Regions from separate parts of the Sus scrofa genome. Here region 1 is linked to region 2. The links are chromatin contacts, called in public promoter capture Hi-C maps. All regions are on one chromosome and are shown on one strand. Each heading gives the region's core, a stretch centred on a gene start, on an enhancer-like site or on the middle of the called end of the contact. The rest is flanking DNA. Distances are from core to core; before and after follow the strand shown.

What was found. Promoter capture Hi-C pulls out the DNA fragments that hold promoters and counts their contacts.
Region 1: a promoter capture Hi-C map of liver shows a contact between it and region 2, with 2.2 times the contacts expected there. The contact joins the promoter of SLC25A38 here to the promoter of WDR48 in region 2. A contact is called at or near these places in 1 of 5 promoter capture datasets (liver) and 1 of 47 Hi-C or Micro-C datasets (embryonic fibroblasts).

What each region holds. Positions count from the first base shown.
Region 1 is chr13:24,027,940-24,032,096 of Sscrofa11.1, forward strand. SLC25A38 (solute carrier family 25 member 38) reads left to right here and starts at 2,632. Exons shown (of 7, transcript XM_003358375.2): 1 at 2,632-3,109. The coding sequence starts at 3,041.
Region 2 is chr13:23,734,173-23,737,737 of Sscrofa11.1, forward strand. It overlaps WDR48 (WD repeat-containing protein 48), which reads left to right and starts at 1,394. Exons shown (of 19, transcript XM_003132119.4): 1 at 1,394-1,478. The coding sequence starts at 1,431.

The sequences.
Region 1 (4,157 bases), core at 1,382-3,881, 300 kb after region 2:
AAGAGTTTGATCCCTGGCCCGGGAAAATCTGCATGCTGTGGGTGTGGCCAAAAAGTAAAATAAAATACACCATAAGTAGGAAAGTAGGTCTTTCTTCCCCTATGGGGTCTTTCTTATAAATAGTTCTTTCTTATAAAAAGATGTTTAAGCCTCAATACTGCACAAAGAAAATGAGGCTTGCTGCTTAGAACTAGGGGTAGCAAAGTATACAATGATCACTAAGCAGTTTTTTTTTTTTTTCTTTTTCTGCCACACCCAAGGCATATGGAAATTCCTGGGCCAGGTATGGATTTTGGGCTTCATCTGAGATAACTGTGGCAATGCCAGATCATTAACCCACTGCACTGCAGCAGGAACTCCTGTATATGTATATTTAATGTTTAGGACTTGGTTAATCCCCTCTGGAGAGAAAGATCCACTTTCTTGCCTATCACTTGTGCCTCAGTAGCATGGGAATTTAAACCTTAAAAAAATAGCGTCTTGGGAGGTCCCATTGTGGCTCAGCAGATTCAGAACCTGACTAGTATCCCTGAGGATGAAGGTTTGATTCTTGGCCTTGCTCAGTGGGCTAAGGATCAGGTGTTGCCACAAGTTACAGTGTAGGTCGAGGATCTGGCTTGGATCTGGCGTGGTTCTGGCTGTGGTATAGGCTCCAGCTATAGCTCAGATTCAACCCTTAGTCTGGGAACTTCCATATGCCACGGGGTGTGGCCCTAAAAGGAAAGAAAACAAAAACAAAACAAAACAAAAAACCCCAGCATCTTAGAGTTCCTCTGTGACTCACTCAGCTGGTTAAGGACCCAGCATTGTCACTGCCGCGGTTTGAGTGGCAGATGTGGTGTAGGTTTAATTCCTGGCCCATTCCTGGTCCTTTCCTTGCCCAGGAATTTCCACATGCTGTGGGAATGGCCAAAAACAAACAAACAAACAAACAAAGCCAGAAAACAGCATCTTGCTTCATCAATTTCTTTCCTAATGCCCTAGATTTCCAGGTAAAGAATGGATGGTGGAAAGCGGTGAAGGCTGTCACTATGACTGGACTTTATCCTGCAGACAACCAGGGCCACAGGAGGTGTGTGCCTGTCTTTTCCAACAAGAGGATCAGAATCCCCAGCAGTAAGAGTTTTCCATGGATCAGCCAGTCGGGAATAATGGGAAGTTGGGGGTCCAGGTAAGAGATAAAACCATAATCTTAATAATCTAGACCAGTTGCTATCCAATAGAAAAGTAGTTCAAGCCACTAGTATAATCTTTTTTTTAGGGCTGCATGCAAAACCTCATGGTCACTAGTCGGGTTTATTAACCACTGACGGGAACTCTGCCACTAGTATAATCCTAAGTGTTCTAGTAGCCACACTAAAAAAGCAAGAGGTAAAACTAATTTTGAAAATTATTTCACCTCATTCAATACACCCAAAATGTCGTTTTGAGGTGGAATAATAACTCAGGTAGTCAGTATAGGAGTATGGGCTTCGATGCATTCTTTGATATGGCTATCGATTAACATTTACGGTTTAAGGGCTCCAGGGAGTAACATCCCCACAGACCTTGTTTACTACAGGGAGTGTACCTATGCCCAGATGGACATTAATCTCTAACCCCAAGTGACTCAGTCTATGGGAAGAGAAGGGCAAAGAAACCTTGAGCGTTATGGGACATTTCCACCCCTAAAACCCCTATTGGACAAGGACTGATATAAGTAATTGGGCAAGGCCAATGAGAGAAAACTGCATCTTTCTGGAACCCATGTTGGTAACCCCTATCTTTAAGGGATAAAAAACCCTATAGGACAATAGGAAGGGGGGACTCCTTCTCCCTCCCAGCTGTCCTGGGAGTTGTTTGCTTTCCTGTAATAAAGACTTGGCTGGCTTGCTACCTGTGTGTTAGTGAGGTTCATTCTTCCCCTCCCTTGAATAAGAACCTGGATTCAGGTAACATCTTTCCAGTATCAGTTTCATTATGTAATAATGTAAAGATTACTCAGGAGATTATTTTATCTTATTGCCATGTTTTATTTATTTACTTATTTTTGTCTTTTTGCCATTTCTTGGGCCGCTCCCACGGCATATGGAGGTTCCCAGGCTAGGGGTCGAATTGGAGCTGTAGACACCTTCGCCAGAGCCACAGCAAAGGGGGATCCGAGCCTCGTCTGTGACCTACACCACAGCTCATGCAACGCCAGATCCTTAACCCACTGAGCAAGGCCAGGGATCGAACCCACAATCTCGTGGTTCTTAGTCGGATTCGTTAACCACTGCACCACAATGGGAACTCCTCGCCATGTTTTAAAAAATCTCTTCAGCACATTTCTGAGGTGAAGTTTTCAGCGTTTAAAGGGAAATGTGGATGTGCCAAAACAAAAAACTCCTGTTTAACCGGAAAATATTCCACATTGCTTCGGTTTTTTAAAAAAGTTAATTAAAATTAAATGAAATGTAAAATTCTGGTCTTCAGTCACACTAGCCATATTTCAAGTGTTATACAGCCATAGATGGCTACTGGCAACCCTATAGGTCACAGCAGGTCTCGACCGTAGCTGTTCTCCAACCGGGCCCTCAAAAGCATACGTCGGCGCAGATGACCGACCTAGTAAGCTCTGGGCACAAGAAAGCCACAAATCCTGCAGTTTCAGATCTCTCCACCAGGTGGCACTAAAGAGCACACCCTCGCCAGCGCGTGACGCGTTTCCAACCCCGGAAGCTAAATCCAGCTGTTCTATCCAGTTCCTCCCGCTTTCTCCACCTCCCGGTCGCACCCAGGCTAATATTCTCAAGTCATCAAGTCGGCAGCAGGGCATGATGGGCAGGACAGCAGGGCCGCAGAGTCTGCGAAGCGAGTGAAGAGAGGCGCCTGGAGCACACAAGGGCAGTGGGCTCGCAGGCCGGGACCCCTGACTGGCGCAGACTACAAAGAGGCCCCCGCAGTAGAACGCGTCGCCTGGCTACCGCCATCGAGTTGTCTTCTCCAGGACCTCCAGGGTCGGACCTGAGTTCCCACGGTCGGCAACCCGGGCCCAGTACACTCGCAGGCCTCCCCTCCAATGATCCAGAAGTCACGCCCGGCGCTGCTGCAGCCTCAGGATGTTGGAGACAGAGTGGAAACTCTTATGGTAAAGTGCGAGGAAGGGAAGGCAGGGGTTCCTGCATCGTCGGCTTGGGGAGGGAAATGTGGAAGGTTGCCGAGGCTCAGCAGCCCACGGTGAACCTTTTTTTTTTTTTTTTTTTTTTTGCGCCCCAGATACACGCATAACAGGTTGGGGACCTGGCAGCAGAAATGGAGTTTGACTAAGATTAAAAGAGGGAGGGAGAAGGAAAGAAGTTGCAGTCCAACCCTTGGGACAGGCAAGCAGAGGTCTCGATACTACATTGGGTAGAGATAGGCGGAATTGCTGGGGCCTTGGGAGGTATGAGGGGAATGTGCCCGTGTGGCCCGGAATGAGGTGCGAGTGCTACAGGAAGTTGCTTTGATTTGGAAGTCTAAAGTGACAGATGGGAGGACACCTGGGTAGATATTTGGACCATTGCAAGGCCTGGTAGTAGCGCTAAGCCTAGGAAGCGGTCGGTCCTCGAGGGAGGTGGGTTCGGACTGTACCGCTCCCACAAGCTGGACGAGAGGACCCTCTGGGTATCCCCCACTTCGCGGCTTGCCTGGAGCAGTTGCTGTTTGCTTGAGCCTCCAAGCCACGCCCCTCCCATGTCTGGATTGGCTGCCATGGTCGTGTCGCGGGGCTGCTATTGGTGGGGGCGGAGGCGGGGCTGGGCAGGCGGGGCTAGGAGGAAGGTCCCGCTGAGTTACTACTCGTGGTGAAACGAGGCTTAGTTGCCGCTTGGCCTTAGGCTGGGAGCGCTGGTCTGCAGCGGCGGCGGAAGCTTTCCTCTCTGAGGTCAAGGTTATGGTCCACCTGCGCTCAGGGCAGGGCTGGAGTGTGGTTTTTTGTTTTGTTTTGTTTTGTTTTAAGCCAAGGCTGTGGTGTCTTCTCTACGTCTATATCTTTGAACACATGCTTACCTGTTTCTCTGGGTCTTCCAGCTCCGGCCTGGAGATTTGAATTGGATTTAGAGATTTCTTTTTTTTTAAAGGAGGATAGGAGTTGCTTGGGAACTTATTTGCTAATTACTTAAGTGCTGCTTATTGCCTTTATGTATCCGTGTATTATT
Region 2 (3,565 bases), core at 144-2,643:
TAAACCAACGAATTCTACCAGCAATAGCCCATTGCATTGCTTCTTTCATCACAGAATGAATTTCTTGATCAGAAGCAATATGGTGTCAGACACAATGACAGTGTATAAAACATTTAGTAAGTTCCCAGGTGGTGGTACTGATAGAGTACAGAAAGCAGGAAAAGCAATTCTAAACTCAGAGTAAGTACATTTCAGAGAGGACAAATAAGTATTGCTTCTTCAATGGTCGAGGAGGGCCCATGGAATCCATTTGCCTTCAAGTGGTTGGCTGATCCTCCTGGAACATGAGGTATATCACCAGCTCAGGACTGGTCCCTGGTGCTAAGAAACTGCACACTCAGCAGTGGCTTGATGATCCCAATGCTAATCTTGTTACCATTGTCACTTCATTCATGACTCCACCAAGCAAGCACTGAGCCTGAAAAAGCAAGCTGAGGTTAATCCAAAAAGCAATTCATGGAGCAGGTTCAACCCCCAGCCTGGCACAATGGTTTAAAAGATCTGGCCTTACTGCCCCTGCGGCATAGATCACAACTGTGCCCTGGATCTGATCCCTGGCCAGGGAACTCCATGTGCCACGGAGTGGTCAAAAAAGGAAGAAAAAAAAAAGGCAATTCATTTCATCTATATGATTCTTAAGATTCACACTGCAAGGTCTGTCACCATAGCCTTTTCCAAAACTTCCTTATCCATGCTCCAGTCTCACTCTTTCCATGTTCTTGACCATCTGGCCAAACTATTAGCCTTTGACCATGAATTATTACCCAAGACCTATGCTTAATGTCAGGAAAACTTCAAGTTAAACCTTCATCCAGAAAGGTCTAACTGTTCCAGTATAAAAGATGATTTAAATTAGATACTAGAGTGTGCCCCAACTCCTTGAAGATTTGGAGCTTAGAAAGTCATCTCTGTATACAACTTTAACTAGTGTGTATGTTTTTGTCATAACATCAATTTATCTCTTATTTAAATGGATACTTTGCGCCTCCTGAAAATGGGGTCACCTCTGTATCTCCGTTTTCAGGCCGGTTTATAGTTTAACACCTTTTTAGATACTACGTGGGAAATCTGTCGGTTCCCTTGGCTGCTCACGAAAGTTTGAGCGGATGGAGGTGGCCTCTCGGGTGCCCACCTCCCCCATTAATTCTTCCAGCGCTTTTCTTACAACTACTGGGGCTCTGGAAGACACACTCGGGAGAACTGCGCAAGCCAGTGTTCGGGTCTACCCAGAGCTGGACTCAGATTGCTACCCCGGCTCAAAAAGGGGCTCTTTCTCTATCAGCATTTTTTGCATTTAAGGCCGTCTCCACCACACAGCCACACGGGCCTCAGAAACAATTAGCCCTTGGCTAAAGGGAAGAGGCAGGACTTCCGGAAGAGGCCCGGTCCGAGCCACTTCCGGAAGTGACGTAGGAGTGTCAACATGCAAGATGGCGGCCCATCACCGGCAGAACACGGCAGGGCGGAGGAAAGTGCAGGTAGGGGAGTCCGGCTCCTCAACCTCCCGGCTGTGGTTGGCAGCCCCGGGCCCACCCCTAGCAAGCAGATGCTTCGGGCCTCAGTCGGCTGGGGTAGCGGCTTGGGGCGAGTGGGACGAGGCACGAACGGAGGCGAGGGGTGGGGCCGCAGCGCTAACGGCTTAAGGAAGGGGCGGGGGGTGGGGGGCGACCGGTTGGACCCTCCAAGAACCACTCCCAGGACCCTTGGGCGCTCGGTTGGGAGCCCGGAGTCTTGGGTCGCCCGCTCTCTCTTAGGCTGAAGCTTGCGGGGTTGGGCTGGGCTTGTTCCCCGCCCACCTGCCTCCCCCTTTACTGTCTGCTAAGCGCTTGCCGGGCCGCGTCGGAGCAGAGGCCTCCGGTTGCTTCCACGGCGACCGAGTGGCGGAAAGAGTGGGCCCGAGCGGGGGCGTGGCGGGGCGGCTAAGCCCCCTAGGGCTTCTGCGGAGCCCCCTGCCTTCTTTTTATGCCGGCGTTTTCTCCTCCACGAGGTAGAAACGATGTGGGAGTGTGCTGGTGCTAGTGGGGAATTAAAATTCTCATTCTTTTGGAATTTAATTTCTTTATCTTCCGTATGCATCCTTGAATCTTTTCTGTTTCTCTGACGTATTATCCAGGGGTAAAGATTTACCTAACATTTCTGTGTATGTTTTATCCCTTTGTGAATACGCTTTTGTTTTGGGAATGTTTAAGAGTACTGTTACCTATTATTTTAAACGATGGAAGGAGAAAAAGTCCTATTAGAGGTGTTTACCTGCAGGTATTTTGTATATAGTACGGTGCACTTACTCGTTAAACATTTACTGAGCACTTAGGTTAGGCCCTAAAATGTACAAAGAATTGAGAGTATAGGAATAAGTAACAACCGGGCTTTCTTTGTAAAACTCAGCATTGTAGTTCTACAGGTTGAAATCAGTGAGTGTTTGTTTAATAGGTAGTCTACATAAGGGCTTCCTTCATTGAGGTAACCCCAAGAAATAGCTCTAGGCCATAAAGTCCCCTGGCCAGTTCACTTCTTTGTTTTATTGATCTCATTGATCAGTACAGTGTCCTAATCACTCACTAGATGTTTGTTGCATTGGATGACATTAGTAAAAATCTGAAGTAGCTTACCCTGTTAGGTGATTTTTTATTTTTATTTTTTTTTTATGTTTTTAGGGTCGCACCTGCAGCATATGGAGGTTCCCAGGCTAGGGGTCCAATCAGAGCTGTACCCCACCCCGACCTGTGCCAGAGCCACAACAACTCAGAATCCAGGCCGAATCTGCGACTTACACCACAGCTCAAGGCAACACCGGATCCTTAACCCACTGATCCTAGGCCGGGGATCAAATCCGTGTCTTCATGGATGCTATTTCGGTTAGTTAAGCGCTGAGCCAGGACGGGAACTCCTAGGTTGTTTTTAAATGCATCGGTTATGGGATTTAAGTAACCCCAGCATCCAAGCCAGTTGGTAAAGTCTGTTCCTGACTAAAATGCAACTCAGAATTTTAATTTAATTATATTCTAGACGTTGGAGTAGTGGGTACACTCCTTAGGGAAATAAGGAGAGCTAATCAGATGTCTTAGTTTCTTGGAATTAGTCTTATAAAGCATAAAAGTACAGGATGGAGAAAATGTAAATTAGCTGTATGTAGCATGTGTGGAAAAACTGAGTGTTTTAATAAGCCGAATGTGAGCTATTGTATGCAGAATGAGGGAGATGATAATTTCAGTCTTCACTGATTGGAGTACAGAACTAGAGTTTGGGGATCAGCACTTAGCACCTCATTCTTAATAGGTATTGCTATAAGATTGATGAAGTGACTTGAAGCTTCTTCCTAGGAAGAGCATTCAAGAACCACCTAAGACTAGTGTGCTGCAGAGAAGATTCAGGGAGTCTTGTTAGCTGCATTCAAAATTTGTCACTAAGGTGTAAAGCCAATGAGAAGCCATGAGATTGTTTTTATCTCATCATGAGGGAGAACTTTTGTTTATGGAAGTGTTTTTTAAACTAGTGCATGTTCACTGCAAAAGTACAAAATAAAACCCACAAATGATACAAAAGTATAAACGATAATTGTCCTCCA